Linked DNA regions of Mus musculus: all the other regions are linked to region 1. A link is a contact called in public ChIA-PET, HiCAR-type and promoter capture Hi-C data. All regions are on one chromosome and are shown on one strand. Each heading gives the region's core, a stretch centred on a gene start, on an enhancer-like site or on the middle of the called end of the contact. The rest is flanking DNA. Distances are from core to core; before and after follow the strand shown. Region 1 holds the start of Cop1 (COP1, E3 ubiquitin ligase). Region 2 holds the start of 4930523C07Rik (RIKEN cDNA 4930523C07 gene). Region 3 overlaps Tnn (tenascin N). Region 4 overlaps Pappa2 (pappalysin 2). Region 5 overlaps Tnr (tenascin R).

Region 1 (3,993 bases), core at 1,442-3,941:
TTCCAAAAAAAGTTTCTCTTATGTGTTGACCTTTCTCTTGTAACTTAGACTGCATTTTCAGTCATTTCCTGGTTATGCCTACTTGAATGTTTTCTTACCCTACACTCAACACACACAAAGTTAAATTATCCATTGTGTGTCTCTAACTCTGACATCATAATATTGTGATCCAGGAGTTATCTTTGGAGTCATTCCCTATACTTTGTGCTCCATTATTTTTACTATGTATATTGGCTACTAAACCAAGCCCTGAAAAAGACACACTTGGGTCTGTCTGCTGAATTCTGTTGTGATCCTGGTTAAGGAAGATGAGCCCCACGGAGAACATTCTAATTGAGAAAGACAGGCCTTTTCTGGTGAGTCTACATTGGAAGCCCTCTTCCAGGCTTGGGGAAAAAATTCCAACAGGAAATTCTTCCCCAGTTCCCCACAATAAGTTGAGAGACTAATAGTGGAGACCTGTATCCCTGTTCTGTCTCAGGAGAGATGCGGTTTCAGTATTGCTTGAGTGAATGGCCAGCCTAGTGTGTGAATGATTGAGCACATGAGGGGAAGTTTGGCTCAGGAAGTTATCTTTTTTGATTTTGTTGTTGGTGTTATGTCTCAAATCACCCATCCTACTGTTCCAAATCTGTATACTTTGCTCAGCCTCCTCCCACCAGATACCCAGCTCTATATATCCTGGACCTTAAAGAAGTTTTCTTCTCTATTTCCCTGGTACCAGTAAGCCAGCCCATCCATATTTGTCTTTGAATAGACAAATCCAATGAGAGGAGTCAGCTAAAATGGACCTAACTGCTCCAAGAGCTCAAAAATAAACTAAATGATAATTGATGTTATATCTAAAATAATTACTATGCTCTACCAGAAATAAATGTTTCAAAGTTACTTGACTCTCCTCTAACTTTGATGTAAATTATGGTCTTTGTGGGTTTTGATTTAAAAACTCTGTACCCCTCAACTAGAGCACCAAGAGACTTTTCAAAGATATGAGACCACTCTCCATCTGGCCATCAATAAAAAGGACTTAAAACTTTTAATATGCTTAATTGGTGTGATTATCAGTAACTATATTGCGTGGATTATTTCACGAGTACAGAGTTTCTAACAACTGTTCCAAATTTACAGCGATTTAATTCCCAACACTTAGGAATGTGTATAATAATCCAGTTTTATGTATATACTCCAAGTGTATGCTTATCCAGGACCATAAGGTGCCCATCTCTTATTCCCCCTTGGGTTGCCGCTCTCTGTGGTCCAGTGACAGAAGGAATAAGGACAGTAGCCCTAAGTACTGTATCCCTAATCAGAGGATAAAGGAGCCTACAACAGATGCATCATCAGACTGGTAGACATCAGACACGTTGAATTCTATCTGCTTCATGTCCAGACAGAGGCTCTGACAAAAGTTGTCCTCCTAAACCGGCCAGGTTTAGACTTAGTTTTCATTTCCCAGGGGAACTAGGCGAGTATTGCTGCTTCAATGCCAACAAAGACGGAGTTATCAATGAGGTTTTACAAAAGGTTGGAGATAATTTAGATAAGTGACATCAGGGACAAGAAGCAAATAATTTCTGGTACTATAAAATGTTTGATTTGAAAGAGTAATAAAGACAAAATTCTAGGCCTTTGGGCCCAGGCTTGGGAATTTTGCCTTTGTGACTCAATGCTCCAAGGTATGCTAATCATAAAACAGATATCAACATTCCTCCACCCATCAGCTTCCTGGGTTCAAAGAGTGTTAATTCAAAGAAAGTCACCCTGACCATTGCTGGAACCCACTATGCAAAGGTGCTATTGCTAGGGGCTCTTAGATTGTTAGGGGCTCTTAGAAACTGTCTTGAGAGATAACCTGACACTTGTGACTTTGTACTTCCTTGTGACTCTTAACTGGTATTTTTGGTATTTTCCAACAACGCCCTTCCCACCTCCTTAAGTTGTGGTTTCTTCCTTTAAATACCCCCTAACCCAGCTACTCGGGGCGCCACGGTCCTCTACCCCTGCGTGGTGTATGACCGTGGGCCGAGAGCGCTCTTGAATAAAAATCCTCTTGCAATTTGCAGCAAGACCGTTTCTCGTTGGTGATTTTGGGGTGTCGCCTCTCCTGAGTCAGAACGTGGGGAAGTCCTCACGTTGTGGCTCTTTCAGATTGAAACCTAAGGCTTGTAACCCTTTTTCACTGCCCTGGCCCCTTACTCCTCCTAACAGGACTTCAAAATCTAAACAGAAAAAAAAAATCTAAACGAAAACAAATTATATTCCTGCCACACAATCGGGAAAAAGCGCGAAGCCGCAAGAGAACACAAGTGAGCTTAGTATTTTCCAGATAATAATCCATAGCCGCATGCGCGCTCGCTCACACGCATGCGCAACACCACTGCTCCGTACCGCCGCAGTTTTAGCTGGGCAATCCGCCAGCGTCCACCCGGGGCACGCTTAAGCAGTTGCTTTTCGAGCGTTCCCGGTCCACTAGACCAGATTCCCCGTCCTTTCCCCTTCCACCCTTTGGCTCCATGAAAACGGCCATCTCTCTACTACGTCAGAAAGGAAATCAGCTTTCCACTCGGAGAACTACACGCTCGGCATCTCCGTACAGCCCGGCGCCGGCGCCGGCGCCTGCGCGCGCAGCTGCTCCGCTGCCCCGCCCCTTCCGCCGCTCATGCGCAAGCCCGACCGCCTCGGCGCGCCCGGGTTGGCTGCCCCGGCGGCCTCCTCGGCAGTCATGGCTCCTCGGATGTGATAGTTTCCCCCGCCCCCTCGCGTAGGACGCGGCGGCGGGGCGGCGGTGGGAAGCCTAACTTTATTGTTCCCCCGGCCCGTCTCCCGGCGCGTCCTCAGGATGCTCGGGAGCTGAGCGCCGGGGGCGGCGGAGGGTCGCGGTCTGTCCGGGCCCTCGCCTCGGAGCGCAGGGCCAAGGGAGGGAGTCACGATGTCAGGTAGCCGCCAGGCCGGCTCGGGTTCCGCTGGGACGAGCCCCGGCTCCTCGGCCGCCTCCTCGGTGACTTCCGCCTCCTCGTCCTTATCCTCGTCTCCGTCGCCGCCGTCCGTGGCGGCCTCGGCGGCGACGCTGGTGTCCGGCGGCGTGGCTCCGGCCGCGGGCTCCGGCGGCCTCGGCGGCCCGGGGCGGCCTGTGCTGGTGGCGGCCGCGGTGTCTGGCAGCGCGAGCGCCGGCGGGGCGGTGTCCGCGGGCCAGTCCCGGCTCAGCTGCGCGGCCAGGCCCAGCGCCGGCGTTGGAGGGAGCAGCTCCAGCCTCGGCAGTAGCAGTAGGAAGCGACCTCTGCTCGTCCCGCTTTGTAACGGGCTCCTCAACTCCTACGAGGACAAAAGCAACGACTTCGTCTGGTGGGTTTGCATAGCAGCCCCTGCGTGCATGACCACGAGTTTCTGCTGCTGAGCCTGGCGGGGTCCCGTGGAGGGAGGCCTGTTGGAGGTGCTGGGATTCGAACCTAGAGAGTTGAGTGTTTGCAGAGTTAAGGTTCCCGGTTGGGAGGTGGAGCTGGACTGGGATCCTTAGGCAAAGTGGTGAAATGGGATTGCACAGAAGTGGGTGCTGGTGTCCAGGAACTGAAGGCATTTAAGGGAGTGCTTAAGGATAAAGATGGAGGTCCAGTAAGTGGTTATTAGAAAGGAAGTATTCGGGGTAGGAGGTTAAATCCCTTCTGGTTTTTGTTTTTGTTTTCTTTCTTTTTTTGGCCATCTAGTGGACGAAGTATCAGTCAGGAGTAGTTCATGATTTTCGGAGGTAGAAGACTAGTTAGTGCCTGGTGATTCTGAGGTGTGGGATTGCTGGTCAACACTATATTGTAAAAAAGTAGATGGTGCTCGAAACCTGGTTGGTGATGCTTTACGAAGTTATTTTTGCCCATCCTGCGTTGGAATATGAATTTGAATAGATAGGACACTTGTAATACTGTTAATAATTTTGTAGTCAAAGTTTGTTCACACCCAATTCCAGGTTTCAACTGTTGGAAAAAGGGAAACACATTTTTAGTG
Region 2 (3,893 bases), core at 568-3,067, 810 kb after region 1:
GGCAACTCAATAACAGCCTACCAAGCATCTTGTCATCTAGTAAGTCCCTGATTTGACTGCCACAACGTCGCTGCTACTTGATAGGTTCTAGACTTTTTCTGGATCTGTCTTCCTGTGGACTAAGACAACATTGGGATGCCGCCCTACAGATAAGCATCTGGTTTTTGAAGTGCTGAGCTCATGGTGACTGCCTTAGGTTCTTCATTTCTCTGTGTTGTTGTTGTTTCTGGAAAGCATTGTGACCATCAGCCTAGCCTGTCCATAAAGTTGTTCAGGAAAGTATTTTCCACTGTCTTCCCCCCTGCTCAGCAGGTGTTAACCCAGAAGTTGTCCATAGAAGCCACTCTCTCTCCTGATGATGATATGGTGATGAGGGATAGGCTGGACTAGATAGAACTACTCAGACTCAGATCTCAACTCCACTATACATTAGCAATGACCTTGCAGAAGAAAGTTACTCCCCATCCTCAGGGGAAGGGGGCAAATTACATCTCACACAGGTCCGGTGTAGGTCCTGGGGGAGACTCGGTCTCCAATCACCGCACCGGGTTTGCACTTAAGGTTTCCTGTCATTCCCCAAGCCTGTCTTCCTCCAGCTCCCTGGTCCATTAGACCCTAGACCCCTGCTTCAGATTTGACACACAATGGAAGCCTTCCATCCACCACTAAATTGTTGGTGGAATCCATCTATAGCTGTCTCTTGCTAAAACTGTCTTCTTTCAGAGCCTGATCGTCCCCCTGCCCTACCCACTTAACCGTACTACTCCCACCCCCAACCCCACCCCCACAACAGATCACTTGGACCACTCTTCTTATTATCATTCAAATCTAGATCTATGTAGGGCATAGTGAAACACGTCCTTAAACCCAGCAAATTTCTGTGAGGCCAACCTGTTTCTACATTGTGAGTTCCAGGCCTGCCGGGGCTATATAGTGAGACTCGGTTTCAAAGGAACAACAACAGATCTAGATCGAGTTCTCTCTGTGGGATTTCTGGGGGAAAACCTCTACTTAATCTGCCTTTGGAAGAAGACTACAGGACCAACTATCCTTGGCATTTCTGGATGAATGCTGGGTTTTCTCTTTGGCCTTTCAACCCAGAGCCAGCTGGCTTCTCTTGAGTAAACCGGAACTCTCTTGTTTCCCGGTTGTGACAGTTAGCTTCACCAATCATTTTAATTCAGGCACCCAAAGGCCGAAGGACCCTATGGCTCAGGCCCAGCCACTGGAAAGCAAGCACCAGCTGCGCACCCTCCTGACACCTACAATCCAATGAGTAGAACCTCCGGTCTTTATCATGGCAAGATCTCTCAAGGTCATTCCGGGGAAGCCCCTAGATACTCCACAGCCGCTTCTGCCTATCACACCTTCCCAACTTCCCTGCAGAAGCCTTGGAGGCACTGAGCAAGCTCTCTACCACCCCACCTTTACATTTGGGGGCGGAGTTAGACAAACAAGAGATCTGAATATAAGCTCACAAGGAGTAAATAAAATGAAAAGGGAGAACTTTTGAAGTTAGTTGTCCCTGCCTCCTGCGCTCCTAACATCTCCAGGTAACTCCCATGGAGCGCACACACAAAGATACCTTGTCACGAGGCACCGGGGATTGCTCTCCCTTTAGACACCCCAGCCCTTTTCCTGGAAGGTGACTTTATTCCACAGCACGGGGCTGTTATTTTTTCCTTAGGCCAGGGTTGGGAGTTTACACCCCACGTCTCTGGGAACACTGGCGCGTCTGTGAGCAAAGTTGGCTCTGGCGTCCTGAAGGAGGCGTGCTCGGGGCGGAGGGGCAAAAGAACGTCACAGTGGGGCGGAGTGGGGACACTGGCCGGGAGACCCGGAGGAAGGACACCCGCGCTGCGTGTGCTGTGGCGTGTGCCTCCTAGTTTAAGGTAGGAGTTGGGCTGAGGAGAGACAGAGCCAGCCAGTCAGATTCAGGAAGTTGCGTTCCTGACCTCAGTAGCAGAGCTGGGTGCGGTGAAACCTCAGCCAGGGACGCAGGGGGCGCTTTCCTCCACATCACACTGGTGGCACCCACTGACCGGCAGCGCCGCCTCTCTCCCGGGACCTGGCAGTGGGAGGGAGAGGCAGGAGCAGGGACCCAGACCTCACCCTTGTGCCCAAGTCACTTCAGAGCACCGGAACAGAGCCAGCGGTCCCGCCGGCGGGAAGCCTTCCAACGGACCCAAAGGTGAGTTTCAAAACTTTCTGTATCGCTTTGTGCTGTTGTTTTCAAAATAAGTTTGGGAGCTGCCCCGCTGTGGAAGGGGACTTTCCCATAGAAGAGTGAATCCGCCCCTGAGAGAAGTGAGATAAAGGGGTTATTTCTAAGAAGCCGTTTGCACAGTTGCTTTCATTCTTTCCTCCTAGAGGTCTCTCACCTTCTCTCTGCTCCTGGCCTGACACATGGGCTCCTCTGGAGTTTGGGGTGGAGTTCTCAGCTCCAGTTGACACCAGCTGCAGGTAGGAGCCATTTGAAAAGGACCAGATGGACATTGTCTAAACGGGCAAAGTCAGTATTTGAGATGCTCCTAAAATCATACCCTCTGGGATTTAAAAACAAAACAAAACCAAACAAACAAACAAACTCATTCTAAAAGAAACTATAATTTCAATGGGGCTAAAAGACTTACCAGACTGAAAATGTGGCCTGGAGCCAAGGGGTGGAGTGAGATCTGTATGCCATTCTGAGTCTCTAGAGAGTTTGTGTGACACATTTTTTTTCCTGAACTTTCCCAACTCTCTAAATGGTCCTTGATCTTCTTCCCACCCAGAAAGGTGGATTGGAAAACACAGCAGGTCCTGTTTTGAAGGGCTATGTAGGAATGATTTGTGTAACAGTAGTTAAGTAAATGATAGCCGGATAGCTGTTGTTTTCAACACCAGTCCTGCCTATCTGAAAGGGAACCCAAAGCAAAGACTAGTGCTTGCCCTAATGAACACCAGCCAGCCAGCCATGAGAATCCGCAGGCCTGCTCTGCCCAGTCTGCTCAATGAGGAAGGCTAGGAATGCAGCACCCAAGCCACTCCAAGCTCCTGCCTGCCAAAGCCTTTATGCTACATCCACCATTGGAAAGAGAGAGAGAACCTGGAGCTAATTTTAGGGAATCTTCATTCTGAAGTATTGTTGGGGACCAAGAACAAGTCTTAAATGGACACGGGTGCATCTTGTTCTTAACCCTTTTACAAAGTTTATCAACGCCACCTAAAGAGCCCTGCAACTGAAAGGTACTGCTGCGTTAAACGCAGCTGTGTCTGGTTTGTTTGTGTTTTGTAATTTTTTTTAATTAAATTTTCACATTCTATAGTTATGGGTAGGATAGTTTTGCAAGGGTCTCTCCTAGCTTTGAGCTAAAATTCAGATCTATCAACCACTTAGTCTGATATGTCTTCCCTTGGCCTGGTACCTCCCTTCTTCTGAAATTCTGCCTCCCCTTCTATACCCATGACACCGTTCTAGGAAAGAGGCCCATTACAAAACAACATTTCGGGCACTGTCAACATTTTGCCTACAGAATCAAAAGAGGTGAAAGCCACAGGATCAAACCCAAGAAGATAATAAACAGTCAGCAGGCTTCTGCACCAGTTTTAACGTGGAAGGGGCACACTCATTAGCTAAGCATCACTGTACCTACTGTGTGTTGGGCAATGTGCCAGGGCTATGGAATCTAAGGCGATGATGTAGTTTGTACTTTCAAAGAGCCACCAGACTGGCAAATAGACACTAGGAAACAAACCACAGTTCAGAGCAATGTACATTATATAATAGTAAAAAGTGAAACCATACAAAGGATGGAGCAATGGTCGTCTGGGAAGACAGCACTTCAGAAGTGGTGCACAATCAAGATCTTGAATATGACTAGCATTTCCCAGGGAAGAGGTACTGTGGGCAA
Region 3 (4,272 bases), core at 1,751-4,250, 870 kb after region 1:
ATTCTCTGAGATCATACCAAGCCAGAACTCCTTCATGGGGTCCCCAAAACCTTCTACATAACTCCGCCAACGCTTGAAGAAATCCAGCTGCCCAGTGTTCCGTCTCTGGAAGACCTGAAAAAGGAAATGAGTGCTTTGCTCTGCCATTGTACAGATACTATTGAGGGGCAGAGAAATGGTAGTTGTGTTTTCCAGGTGGCCCTGGGAGGCAAGGGGACACTATGGACCTGCACATAAACTGACCCTGCAATAATACATCTTAATTCTTTAAAAGCAATTTTTATTTATATCTCAGTATATTGAGTATACTGTCTATTACATTAATAAGAATTTTAGGTAAAATATATATTCCAGGTATGAAAATGTATAGTACCTAACAGGGAACACTTCCACCCTTAAGAAATTTTAATCCTAGAGCACAGAAAAACTTGGGAAAGCTGGTGATAAATTGCTAGTTGTTGGTTGTGTATGATAGAAGATTCCAGATCTTTACTGTCTGTGGCATATAACTGTCAACCATTCCAACTCATTTGGAGCATGACCTCTATATATGCTGTCTTTTATCTTCCACTTAAACAATTTGAAAGGAGGAATTATTTTTATTCTCAAGAATCCTAACAGAGCAAGTATTTAGTATTTGTGGAACAGCAGGAGCATCTCCTGTATAAGTAGAAAACACACAAGGTGATGGCCAAAATGAATAAAGCTGAAATGGTTCCTGTCTGAATGGAGCAAACATTCCAGTAAATAAGATAGACATGAGTTAAGTAATCCAACAAAGAAAAATTCAGTTAAACCAACAATAAGAGCTATGAAGAAAGATACAGTGGGACTGCACCTAAGCAAGAGCCAACAGGACTCTCCTGGGAAAATATCAGAAGCTTGCAGGGTTAGCAGGAGCATCAAGAAGAGAAAGGAAGGCTGCTAACCCTGATTCTGGGTGCTCGTCACGAAGGACTAGGAGAGGAGGCTGGAAAACAGGCAAAGGTCAGCCCTGGTGGGATTCAGTTTGGTTGAAGATGTTGGTCCATTGTAAAAAGCAATGGTAAGTTTGGAAGACTAAACAGGAAACAGAGTTTTCCCCAGATCCTTCTAGCTACAGTGTAGAGAATGCCTGTCCAGTGGCAGGAGTGGAAGACATGGTAACCAGTTTGAAGACCACTGTACTGTGCTGTTCACAGTGGATGGTGAGTTAGACAAGAAACTACCCTGAAGATAGACAGATGTCGGCAGAAGGAAACTTGACAGTCATGGTGACAAAGTGGGTCAACACTAAGAGTTCACATACACATGAGTTGATCGGTTGTTGGAATTCCAGTCCATGTTTTTAGGACTTGAGAAACTACCCCACCCCACCAGGGCTGTCCTGTTCTATAGAAGTTTTGATTGCAGCACTGGATAATTATTTACTCAGCTGTTCTTGCAGAAGGAAGATTCTGAGAGGGACATCTTTTGCAACTGTATCAAGCTCACTTGGGGACACTGTGTAAGTTGGGAGTTTGTTTGTTCTCCTTTCCTTTTAGCTGTGCTGGGAATCAAATGTAGGGTCTTGTGCATGCCAAGCAAGTACTCTACCACTGATTAACATCCCTGGTCCAGTATTAATTCTTTCTGAGGTTTCCTGGTGAAGCAGGGTTTCATGTAACCAGCAGAGGGGGGTAGGGTGCTGATGAGAGACCTAGGCTTGCTCTCTAAGTTGGAAGTGTATCTGGGAGAAATGGCAGGAGTTCACCAAGTCCTACTTCACTCTCCTTGTCCCAAGAACACAGGACGGTTTTCAACTTCTTTTGCAGGTAAGTAAAAAGCATGTGACTATTCCTAAGCTAAAGGCAGGAGGACCAGAGTAGGTGGGGTTCTCCACACTGTCTTCCATTGGCATGCACATTGGTAAATGCTACATGCTGCGATGGCCTAGCCACAAATCGGAAGCAACCTGAACTGCTGAGACAGCACTCAGAAGTGACTGCATGTGTATTCTTAGAGCATGGGAGTGGGAGAGTGGCTTGTCACTGTCATTGCTGTGGAATCATGCTGTCCTAATGAACACAAGGATCCAGTGAGATTCAAAGTGAAAGTACGGGGGTCGGAGGAAGGAAAGATGCTGCCATATACAAAGAAAGTCAGAACTGAAATCAATCCTTGGAGACCTCCAATACGCTCATAGGCATGGATGATCTCGTTAGGGAGAGAAGAAGCAGCTAGGGACAGAGAAAGGAAACTAAAAAACATTGTGTAATAACCGAGAAATAATGGTCAGTAGTCCCCAGTACTGATGAGGGGTGAAGGGATGTAAGATCAAAACTCCCTGGGATTTAGTGACATGAAAATCCCCAATTACTTCAGCAAGGGCTGGGTTAGAGAGAGGCAGGAAGCAGGCTGGGCTGGGCTGAGGAGTAAGAAAAATGAGAACTAGAGATTTGGTTCTGTTTCAGAAAGATGAGCTGCTTTGTATACGAAAAGATCTCTACTCGGGAAAAGAAGGCCACTTCCCCCTCAGAGTAAATCAGACTCCTTTATATGAGATAAACTCGAAAACTTTCCTAAACCCAAACACACCTGCACACAGTATTGAAAAGAGTAATGCTATTATTCCACTTGAACTTGAGACCAAACTAAAAGTCGTTGTGGCCCATTCAGTGATGATTAGCAACCACTTACCAAAGTCTAGAATTGTATGTCTACCTCTGTTTCCCCTGTACTGATCTAAAGGAAGAAGCCCCAACATGAAATTCTATTATCTATAGCCTTGAATTTGGTGAAGGAAACCTAATGGTTGTGGAATCTTTACATTTTTCTCTAAAAGTGACACGAGCTGAGGTCACACGTGGCCGCTCACCATTAACTCCCTTCAGCACCACTACAGCTCTGTGGCTGAGGAGGTGCTGAATAAAGACACCCATGGGAAGAGAATGTTCCAGGCTCCAAGTCAGCCACAGACACTTTCTGGCCTGGGGGATAGTGAGTCAGTCATTTTGGTTTCTGATCCCAGCCAGCTCACTGTAAAGCAGAGAGGAGTGGGGAAGAGAAGTCTGCCACAGCGTTTCTGGGAAGGCTAGATGGAACAGTACATGTCCTCCAAAAATGTCCCATAAATGGGCATAAACTGACAAGAAGAATTTAGGGAAAATCACAGCAAGTCATTGCACACAGAAGTAACACAGCTAATTAGCACGCTGTTCTTAGCTCCTTTTCTCCCTGTTGCCCACTTGTTAAAGCTTCCCCCGCTTGGATTGGGTGGGGTTTTTTTTTTTCCTGTTTGGTTGATTGGTTTTTTTTTTTCCTTCATTCTTCATTTATTTTGTGCTTAACATAGCAACCATTTACCGGACATCTAATGAATGTTGATTCTGAGGGAAAAAATAACAATGCCGTTTTACAGATGGCAAAGTCCAAGAAAATTAGCCATATCCACACAACCATTTGGTGGCTCAAACAAGGATGATACACAGTCCAGTGTTGGTCAGAAAGTTTGAGAGTCTAGCTCTCCCAGGTATATTTCCTCAGTAGTATTTCTGAACACTTGGGAGATTTGTTTCCTAGTAAGGAGCCTGTGTCAACCTGCTCTCGGATTTCTTCTTGTCTCACAGTGCAATCTAGGCTGGACATGGTGCTGACATTCCTTATGTGTCTATCCACTGTGTTAAGTAGCATCCTCAACCAAGGCTGGGATTGATTCTGAGCCTGCCTTTCTAATGAAATGTGCAATACCAATTTCTCTATCTCCAGTGAGCATGCTTGGGGCTTGGGGTTTTATTGTTTTGCTTAGTATTTTTAAAATGTCCCAGTATGTGCAGGCTGGTTTTGAACTCATACATAGCCAAGACCATCTTGAACTTCTAATCCCTGTGCCCCTGCCTCCCATGTGCTAACATTACAGTTGTGTAGCATCATGTCCAGTTTTCAGTGCTACCAGAGAACAATCTCAGTACTCTGAGTATGCTAGGCAAGCACTCTACCAACTGAGCTATGCCCACAGCCCAAGCTTCTCTGAACTGTCAGGTCAAAGTATAACTAGGCCCCATGACCTCAGAGCTTAGAGGAAGTCTTCAGTGAGGTCAGCAAGTCATACCATAGCAGAGTCTGGCACAAACAGATAACAATAAACTGTTATTATATCTTAATAATTGTTGATTTCCATTGTATTACGTCATATTTAAGTATACTGACCCACACAGATAATTTATACATCTTGATCAGATGGCTTTGATTGAGGCTTTTAATCAATTTTGAAAATTTAAATGCTCTACAATGAACTACTCAAAAAAATAGTAA
Region 4 (4,090 bases), core at 850-3,349, 520 kb before region 1:
TCTGATTTTCAGCTAAGCTGAATGCCTCACTGAGGTCCAATAACGGACCCATATGCCACCTCCTCTTGGCATCCAGGGATGATGCTTATCGCATCTGAAATGTAAATGATTCTTCTTGAGCATTGTTTCACAGCTCACAAGGCATTTGGCATCACTCCACATTCTACCTTGGTAAATGTCATCTCTTCTTCTGGATTCCCATGTTTACATTTCTTTCATAACCTATTTATATAACAAATAGTTTTCAAATGACTGCAGGAAATGACCAACCAATAAGGGAAATGTGGGTCTGGGTTAGGCCAATGGTTTAGGTTTGAAATAATGAAATCATTGAAACAAAGAATAAGACACCAAACACACTTCATATTTTATGTGCTGATTTTTTAATGAACGTTTTATAATCTTATAAAATAACTGGATGTAGCTGTTTTACATTACAATACAGTAGATCAGCCCCTTTCACTGTGTTTGCCATCAAACTGTCCCCTTGGGTGCTAACTGACACACTCAATGGTGATCACACAGAATAGATGATGTGTCAAAGACTAAGGCCTTAAATGTTGGAAAGGAAAGAAAAGAACCAAGAAGACTCTACTCGCTGCCTTATTTGCCCAGATCTGCTCTTTGCCCCTGCTGATCTCTTTTCTGTATCTGTGATTGAAGGCTGCCATGCTACTATTGAAGCCAGCCACCTTTGGGCCATGTTGATCTCAAAACTGTGGTTACCAGGAACTAGAAATAGACAGGTAACTTTGTAATAAAGAAACAGGCAGAGGAGCCTCTGTGGAGGGCCCTGGATGACATTATGGATGTCTAAGGAGAACTGAATACAACCACCTGGGGGCAAACATGACTTGTTCCTAGGATCTCTGATCATTTTCTTTATTAGGGACTTAAGTTTCTTCAAATACTGGAGCCAAGGGACAAAGTCTAGATAAGACTCCCGTCTCTGTCTCTGGCTGATGATGGCTAAATGGCCTTCAGCCTGGGGAGCTTTACACACACCCCAGAAACTGTCCTCTTGCCTTCCCAGGGCAGGGTGAATGTTGCCAAAAAGAACAAAGTATCTTAAAGTGAAGCATGGGGTCTCTGTTAGTCTTAGTGGACTTAATGAGGAGACTGAGCATGGACAGATACTGGTGGGTAGTCTGTGCCCATGAGTGCTCTTGGGAATGGCAGTCTCTGTGCACTAAGTTGTGCCCAAGGTAACTATTGCTCTGTCTCTGTCAGGATTTTCCTAAGGCAAAAGTTGACACACATCCAGGAATTTGAATGTTCTCTAAGGAAACAGTGTGTGTGTGTGTGTGTGTGTGTGTGTGTGTGTGTGTTTAGTAGAGAATTTAAATTTTTCTATTGGTCTTTTCATACTCACCTTAATGAGATACAGAAATAGGAATTGAAATATGTAGTAGAGAACCTAAACTTTTCTATTTTTCTTTCCATATTAAACTTATGAGATTCAGAATATGAATGGTATTTCCTGACAAAGGGTAATAAGTGTGACCTAGATAGTAAACAGTATTTAAGCACTGTTTACCTTATTGCTAGGAGTAGAAGACTAACACTGCCTTTCCCCTTCTCAATGGCTTTGTTGTCCATGATCCACATATTCATAGGTAACTGTATGTATATTGCCATATCCAGTCACTGCAGAATATTGCTCTTCATATAGAGCAGGGATAATTGTGCTTATGATGATAAAAAAAAGTTTCCTTTCTCATTCTATAGATTAGTTGCTTCAGTCTTGATGACAAAAGAGTAGAAGGAAGAGGAGGAGAGGTTTTGGAGATACCAAAAGTGACTCCAAGTTTTGCTTGGTCTTAGTTTCCACTGGAGGAAAAAACTAGGGTCTCTGTAAGAGAACAAGACCGTCATTAAAGGAAAGAAACTATGTCCTGACTCTCTTTCTAGGTGTGATCTAGAAACTGCTATAAGAAAACATACCAAGGACAGAGCCTATAGAAAAGTATGAGAATAGTCTGGATAAACAGAGAAGTGTTAATGTGACTGTTTTGTGCATAGTCCATACAGCTATTGAACAAGAAATGGTAAAGAGAGCATGGACCCTAAATAGTTGAAATTCTTCTTTCTCCCCACAGAGTGTCACCCTCGCTCCACATGTTGCTTACTGGGCCACAAACTTCAGATTTTGCACTTGAATAAGATTTATCTCTTTGCTCGAAGGATCCCTGGCCTCTTTTGGAGACTTGGATCAGGGGCTTGTTCACTCATTCTATCCTTTTATCCTCAGACCTCATTTAATCTTGACCTCTCACCTCTCTGACCTTTCACCTCTCTGACAGCCTTTCGCTCTTCTAACTCCCCGTTCTTTCATCTCTTATCTCCTCCCCCACATTTCCAAATCTCCAAAGCATTTTCTTTTCTCAGAAAAATCAACAGTTAGTGATGTGGCTGTGAACAATTGGCCAGACCTTGAGACTTGCAACAAGGAGAGACAGCAACTGGCCAAGTATGAAGAGGGTGTAAGTTCCTGTAAGCCTGATGTTCACAGAATGAGCCCTCATACAAACTTTTTGGCTGGCTGGTTGGCTGGCTGGCTGGCTGGCTGGCTGGCTGGCTGGTTGGTTGGCTGGCTGGCAGCTATACTTGGACTAAGTACATGGAGAAGTGGAAAAGACCCTGGTCTTTACCAGCTCCAACTGAGAGTTCTGAGAAGCGTAGAAGAGTTTGTATGCTCCTTTTGGTAGATACTTAGAAACCATTGTCTATTTCTCCTGGACCTACTGCCAAATAGGTTCCCATGTAACTTTCCATGCCTCTTGCTCTTAGCATGCCAAGTCTATCTCCTTTCAGTAGGCCCAGCTCCCAGGTCATAAAATGATGATCAGCTGACAGGCTAGCATCCAGAATTCCATCGACTCTCTTCTCCCCATCCGACCTGCCAATCCCTATCTATGGGAAGAAGGCAAAGGAACCTTTCTTTCTGTCTTCGAAGCTTCAGTATCCCTCTGGACATGAACTTCACAGCAGCATTTGTGGAACAATGGATAATCTGTAGCTTAGTAAACAGCAAAAAATATAATATATAATATATTTATATAATTATGTTTAAATACTTATAAAGAAATAGCTAACCTCCTTATTTGAGAGAGACCACACAAAAGGAAGGCAAAGGGCCAGTCTGGAATAGATGAGCCCTGAAAGATGACAGTCCATCTGAAATGGGTATTGACGGAGTCCCTGGCAGCTTATCTTCTAATATTTTGATATGGGTTTACATGTTGGGTGGGGCTGAGCCACTGACAGCGTGCAGAGTGGGGAGGAGATTGAGAGAAGGATAGAGCAGAGTACAGATGGGGGGAGGGGTCTGTCAATTTCTCCTTCCATTTCTAACCAAGTGTCTTTTTACAGAAACAATTGCCTCTAATCCCTCCCTACTTGGACTACTTAATGCATTAATTGGCACCTACAAACATTTCTTGCATTTCTTAAAGGCTCTCTTTTAGGCTCTCCTTCCACCATGGAACCTATCTTGTTCATTCACCCTTTGCATCCTGCTACGGGAGCTTCTCTTTTAGTCTGCCCCCAGGGCAGAGGAGATGGGCTCTGCTCCTAGAGTTACTGGTTTTCTTCTGCCTTGGGGTCTCGACAGGTGCATTCATCCAAGTCACAATCAGCAGCAAATGGAATGACCTAGGGGAGTGAACAGGAAGTTGAAAGCATCCGTTTTCGGGCCAAGCTTCACAATTTTCAACTGGCTTTAATTTTCCTCACTTGGTACTACAAGAAGTATGAAAGTGGGGGTTTGCATCAGAGGCCTAGAATTAACACTGGTTCCTTTTATGATATACCACTTCATTATAGGCAAGGTAATCCTTCATTTCTTCCTTTCTTCATCTATAAGGTAAGAAGACATCAGTACCACCCTCCAGACAACATCTGTGTGGTTGGACCAAATGAATGGTATCACACATTTATACCTTGTTTTACACCTAGAACTACTGTTGGAATTACTCCTAATAGGCTGATAATGTCTAGTTAATTTTTTTTTTGTAATCCTCATAGAGCTACGGCTGCTATACATTAGCGAAGAATCCCTAAATGTTCATCTTTCTGACTTCTCCATGCT
Region 5 (3,935 bases), core at 624-3,123, 660 kb after region 1:
TATGTTAAGTAGTCAGCGAATTTGACCCCACAGTTTAAATGCACCATAATTATGCACCATAAATAAAATATAACTTAGGAAAGTATATTCGTTTAGGATTTGTGCTCTGAAATCTCTCTACAGTTAATGGGCAGTTTTTTTCCAAGTTGAACCAAAAGTAGCTGCTAAAAACTAAGAAAGAGTAGCAGAGTTAGGTCTTTGCAAGAGAAGTTTCCCTTAGAGAAGATAATTATATGATCCTCTATTTGAAATAAAACACACAAACTTAAAAGGAAGTTTCTGGTTGGTCTAGATGGTAGTAGCTGTGGCACAGAAGTGTAGATCTTGCCAATTTAGCTTCCTGACTTTGGCCATAGCTACAATGTTATAAGTGTGACATCACACAGACTGTCATGTTAGGGATGCCCAGTTAGTTATGTAGGGTCATGCCTGCCTGAGGGACACTAGTGGATCAACAGAAATCTAGAAATAGATAGATATTCCACTTTCAAACTGTGCTTCTGTCTTTTCCCCACAACTCTCTGATCTTTGTAGGAATTGATCCTCCCAAAAACATCACAATTAGCAACGTGACTAAGGACTCCCTGACGGTGTCCTGGAGCTCTCCTGTTGCGCCTTTTGATTACTACCGAGTATCGTACCGACCCACCCAAGGTAATGATATGATTTTGTTTCTCAAACATAAATAAGGCTTGAAGTTGATTAGAGATTATTATGGGTGCATGATCACAACTACACAGCATACACCCTCATACCATACTTCCTCAAAATGAGAGTGTATTGATGAAGAACAACAGAGAAACCATGAGTTCACCAACTTCTCTCAAAATAGGCTCTCAAAATATCATCAAGAGAGCCAAACACTTTACCATGGGAAATAACTGGACACCGTTAGCTAGGCTGCGCAATGAAAAACAATGAAGTGAGGCCTAGATGGCTTTACCAAGAGCCAGTGCTACACATACTATGCTGAGCATAAAGTCTAAGACTAGAATCCTGGATATGGATAAAGACCCAGCAGAGCCACATGGAGCCCTGAAGGGAACCACAGTGATCCTAATTCTGCCATTGTAGCCAATGTATGAGTCAGAGAAGTTGGCCGAGAGCTTGCCTGCATACTGCCAGTTCTTGCTGGTATATGAGGCATTGTTAACAAAGTAGAGAGAATGTTCACTTCCAGCCAGAGGTAGGACAGTTTTCCAGGCTACCTTTCTCTGGGCTGCATAGGGCACTTTTTGCGGTGGCTCTGCCCACTCCACTTCCACTATACTGATATGCCCGCCTCAGAGAAGACCGGTCTGATAGAAACCTACATAATAAATAGCTCATTTACTTTTGTTCTAAAAAGCCCATAAGATGAAAGAGTGAGGCCAGCGTATAAGATCTATTTAAACTCCACCATTATCATTTATGAGTCATGTATCTGCCTTCCCTTCCCTATTGCATGCTGAGCCCACACCCATCTGTGCCTCATGACCCACTGTCCCAATGTACACTGAGCCATGGACCCACTGATAAGAGAGCTGTTGAACGTTTAGTGATGGATTTTGTTCTTCCTCAGTGGGACGGCTAGACAGCTCCGTAGTGCCCAACACCGTGACAGAGTTCGCCATCACCAGGCTGTATCCAGCTACTGAATATGAAATAAGCCTCAACAGTGTACGGGGCAGGGAGGAGAGTGAACGCATCTGCACCCTGGTGCACACAGGTAAACATGGCTCCCTTGCTGGGTGTCGGCTCAGGACATAAGCAGCAGCCTTGAAACAAACACAGGAAGCAGAGTGAAATCACTCCAGCGCATACAGTGGATACTGGCTCCGGGGCCTGAGACGCCATTCTTTGGCTCCTCTGACTCACTGTGTCCTTCAGGACAAGTTGTGGTTTCTCTCCCCACAGACTGTTCTTTCTAATTATAGGAGTTTGGTGAGTCACACTTGAGGAGGAGTCTTGCTCGTTCAGGTTCAGAATGTTCATGGAACTTCCTCTACGAAGAGCGCCCTTTCAAAGACGCATGATGGAGACAGATTCCACAGCAAACATTTGAATCATAGGATCTCTTTAAGTCTTGGGGGTTGAGGAAACTTCAGAAAAGCATTGTTATTCCAGTTTCAGGAAACTAGGGGTGGATTATTCATCATATACAGCCACCCCATAGGTGTATTGCCTTTGCTCCAGGGAAAAGGCTCTAAGTCCATCACCTGTATGAAGGCAGTAGAGGTGAAGGTGACCCTTTGTGGCATCCCCAGCTGCTTTCAGGAACACTATGTAGTTCTTGTTCTCCTGTAGGAAATGTCCTCTGTGTCCTCAGGCCCCTTCACAGAAGGAAGGTGGGGAAAAGAGATGGGCTTTAATATGAAAAATAGGGAGGAGAAAGTCTCCTACCATGCCTTTTTTCAGAAAACTGGCTCTTTGGATAAGCCTGAAGATAGGGCTCCTTTTCTGTAACTCCACTAGCCTCCCTTCTCTGGTCCTTAAGCAAGTATATCACATAGGATTAGCACAGATTTGCTCTAGATGGCAGTGGAAGGCACAGCCATCAGTTTCTATCCTCAACATCGAGAACCTTCTAGTTAAACCACAGTTTCCACTACACATAGGAAAACATTCAGCCTGCCTCATTAAGCGAACACCTGGATATCCCAACGCTGCTAAATTTCCCTAGAGATGGTGATTTCTGAAGGAGGAGAGTGTGCCTAAGGAGTCCTCACTGCTTTGTAAATACTCTTACAAGCGCCAAAACATTATCTATTAACACAGTGACCAAAACGTCATTCAGAAACATAAAAAGGTACCTTTCGTAGTCTCCCTCCTTCTGGTAGATGCACTATGTTTTGTCAGTGATCATTAAAGCAGGCAGTGGATAAACATTGACCAGAAGTAATGACCATTCAGCCAAGAAAGCCTGAAAATTCTGCCATATTTTCTCATTGAAAATCATAAAAAGGATTTCGAGAATATCGTGTTCCCAAGATAAGAGTGTTGTGACTCAGCCCAAAAGCTAACTCGTGTGATTCTTGGCCACAGGCAGCAGACATCACAAAAGCAGAAACTCAGCAGCACACCAAGCCACCCTGTCATCTTTCAAGTTAGTCAGACTGGTTCTGGTAACTTCCAGTCACTGTGCCACGCTCAGAAGTGTCTCCGGTTGTTCTTTTCAAGTCATCACAATAATCTTAAAACTTGTAGAATGACAGCTCCTTCAGGAGATGGTACACATCTCAGAAATCATCCAACCATAGACTCTAATAGGAGTTGAATTTAAAGACGTTTTTGAAAGCACAGATTATGAATAAAATTCAAAACACTGAATTGTAAAGTCTTTATTTCTTCTTGTTACTTTGGGATGAGGAACATAAGCAAAAAAAAGGGGGGGGGAGAAAGAAAAGAAAAGATAGCAAACACAGCTCATTTAATCAAAGAACAGAGGTAGGCCGATGGTAGGTCGTGGTTCCCAAACGTAAACTGTATGACTCACATTGAGCTAACGCTTAAACTGTTCCAATGCCATCCATTTTATAAATAAATTCCAACTTCATGAAAAGGAAATACATAAGTAAATCCAAGAGTTACAGAATACATGGGTGAGTAAAATTCATAATTTATTCATGAGCAAACTTTCTTGTCCTGCCTGACAGGCAATCTTGGCTTCCCTGAGTTTATACACCAGCCCCCCAGCCCCCACCCCCACCCCCACCCCCACTCTCTATGCAACAAAAAGGATGCTTAGAACACAGTCCAGAGTAAAGCTTGTGGGTGGTGGTGTAAGAAGTGGCTACGACTCTGTGACCACTGGCACAGGTGCGCGTACACTTCCACCACACTTCCCTGAAGTTCACAGTCAGCGATCTTCCCACAAAACTCACTCTTGCATGTGTGAAAGAACAAATGGGCTGGAAAGCAGGATTATCTCAGGAACTAATGAATCAGAAAATTTT

What was found. Promoter capture Hi-C pulls out the DNA fragments that hold promoters and counts their contacts. ChIA-PET counts read pairs in DNA pulled down with a chosen protein or histone mark. HiCAR-type assays count read pairs that join an accessible place to other places.
Region 2: a contact with region 1 is called in an RNA polymerase II ChIA-PET map of memory CD8 T cells, with 30 read pairs. The contact joins the promoter of 4930523C07Rik here to the promoter of Cop1 in region 1. A contact is called at or near these places in 12 of 39 promoter capture datasets (the 3T3-L1 cell line, 3T3-L1-derived adipocytes, the C10 cell line and 7 more), 6 of 115 datasets of contacts at active chromatin or transcription factors (astrocytes, bone marrow-derived macrophages, craniofacial prominence and 3 more) and 2 of 9 other capture datasets (adipose tissue and liver).
Region 3: a contact with region 1 is called in a HiCAR-type map of astrocytes, with 2.7 times the contacts expected there. The contact joins the enhancer-like site here to the promoter of Cop1 in region 1. A contact is called at or near these places in 11 of 39 promoter capture datasets (the 3T3-L1 cell line, 3T3-L1-derived adipocytes, the C10 cell line and 6 more), 1 of 484 Hi-C or Micro-C datasets (cortical neurons) and 2 of 115 datasets of contacts at active chromatin or transcription factors (astrocytes and large pre-B cells).
Region 4: a HiCAR-type map of astrocytes shows a contact between it and region 1, with 2.1 times the contacts expected there. The contact joins the enhancer-like site here to the promoter of Cop1 in region 1. A contact is called at or near these places in 10 of 39 promoter capture datasets (the 3T3-L1 cell line, 3T3-L1-derived adipocytes, cranial neural crest and 5 more), 4 of 484 Hi-C or Micro-C datasets (adipose-derived mesenchymal stem cells, cerebral cortex, cortical neurons and 1 more) and 1 of 115 datasets of contacts at active chromatin or transcription factors (astrocytes).
Region 5: a contact with region 1 is called in a promoter capture Hi-C map of the SN4741 cell line, with 4 times the contacts expected there. The contact joins the enhancer-like site here to the promoter of Cop1 in region 1. A contact is called at or near these places in 4 of 39 promoter capture datasets (the 3T3-L1 cell line, 3T3-L1-derived adipocytes, the SN4741 cell line and 1 more) and 1 of 115 datasets of contacts at active chromatin or transcription factors (craniofacial prominence).

What each region holds. Positions count from the first base shown.
Region 1 is chr1:159,229,509-159,233,501 of GRCm38.p6, forward strand. It overlaps Cop1 (COP1, E3 ubiquitin ligase), which reads left to right and starts at 2,692. Exons shown (of 20, transcript NM_011931.4): 1 at 2,692-3,342. The coding sequence starts at 2,930.
Region 2 is chr1:160,042,563-160,046,455 of GRCm38.p6, forward strand. 4930523C07Rik (RIKEN cDNA 4930523C07 gene) reads left to right here and starts at 1,818. Exons shown (of 3, transcript NM_001162896.1): 1 at 1,818-2,191. Gm37294 (predicted gene, 37294) reads right to left here and starts at 1,755. Exons shown (of 2, transcript NR_168324.1): 1 at 1,586-1,755.
Region 3 is chr1:160,098,196-160,102,467 of GRCm38.p6, forward strand. Tnn (tenascin N) reads right to left here. Exons shown (of 22, transcript NM_177839.3): 19 at 18-114. Among named protein-coding and RNA genes, the nearest start is that of 4930562F07Rik, 22 kb to the left of the region's middle. Within about 2 kb of position 3,001, at least 49 of the 459 cell types and tissues checked have an H3K27ac peak or open chromatin away from gene starts, as enhancers often do. A contact at or near this core is called in astrocytes and cortical neurons, where this site is marked.
Region 4 is chr1:158,711,367-158,715,456 of GRCm38.p6, forward strand. Pappa2 (pappalysin 2) reads right to left here. Exons shown (of 23, transcript NM_001085376.3): 23 at 367-3,654. The coding sequence ends at 3,580. Among named protein-coding and RNA genes, the nearest start is that of Gm37679, 160 kb to the left of the region's middle. Within about 2 kb of position 2,100, at least 19 of the 459 cell types and tissues checked have an H3K27ac peak or open chromatin away from gene starts, as enhancers often do. A contact at or near this core is called in astrocytes, where this site is marked.
Region 5 is chr1:159,887,723-159,891,657 of GRCm38.p6, forward strand. It overlaps Tnr (tenascin R), which reads left to right. Exons shown (of 23, transcript NM_022312.3): 13 at 535-654; 14 at 1,562-1,708. Among named protein-coding and RNA genes, the nearest start is that of Gm31348, 110 kb to the left of the region's middle. Within about 2 kb of position 1,874, at least 113 of the 459 cell types and tissues checked have an H3K27ac peak or open chromatin away from gene starts, as enhancers often do. A contact at or near this core is called in the SN4741 cell line, where this site is marked.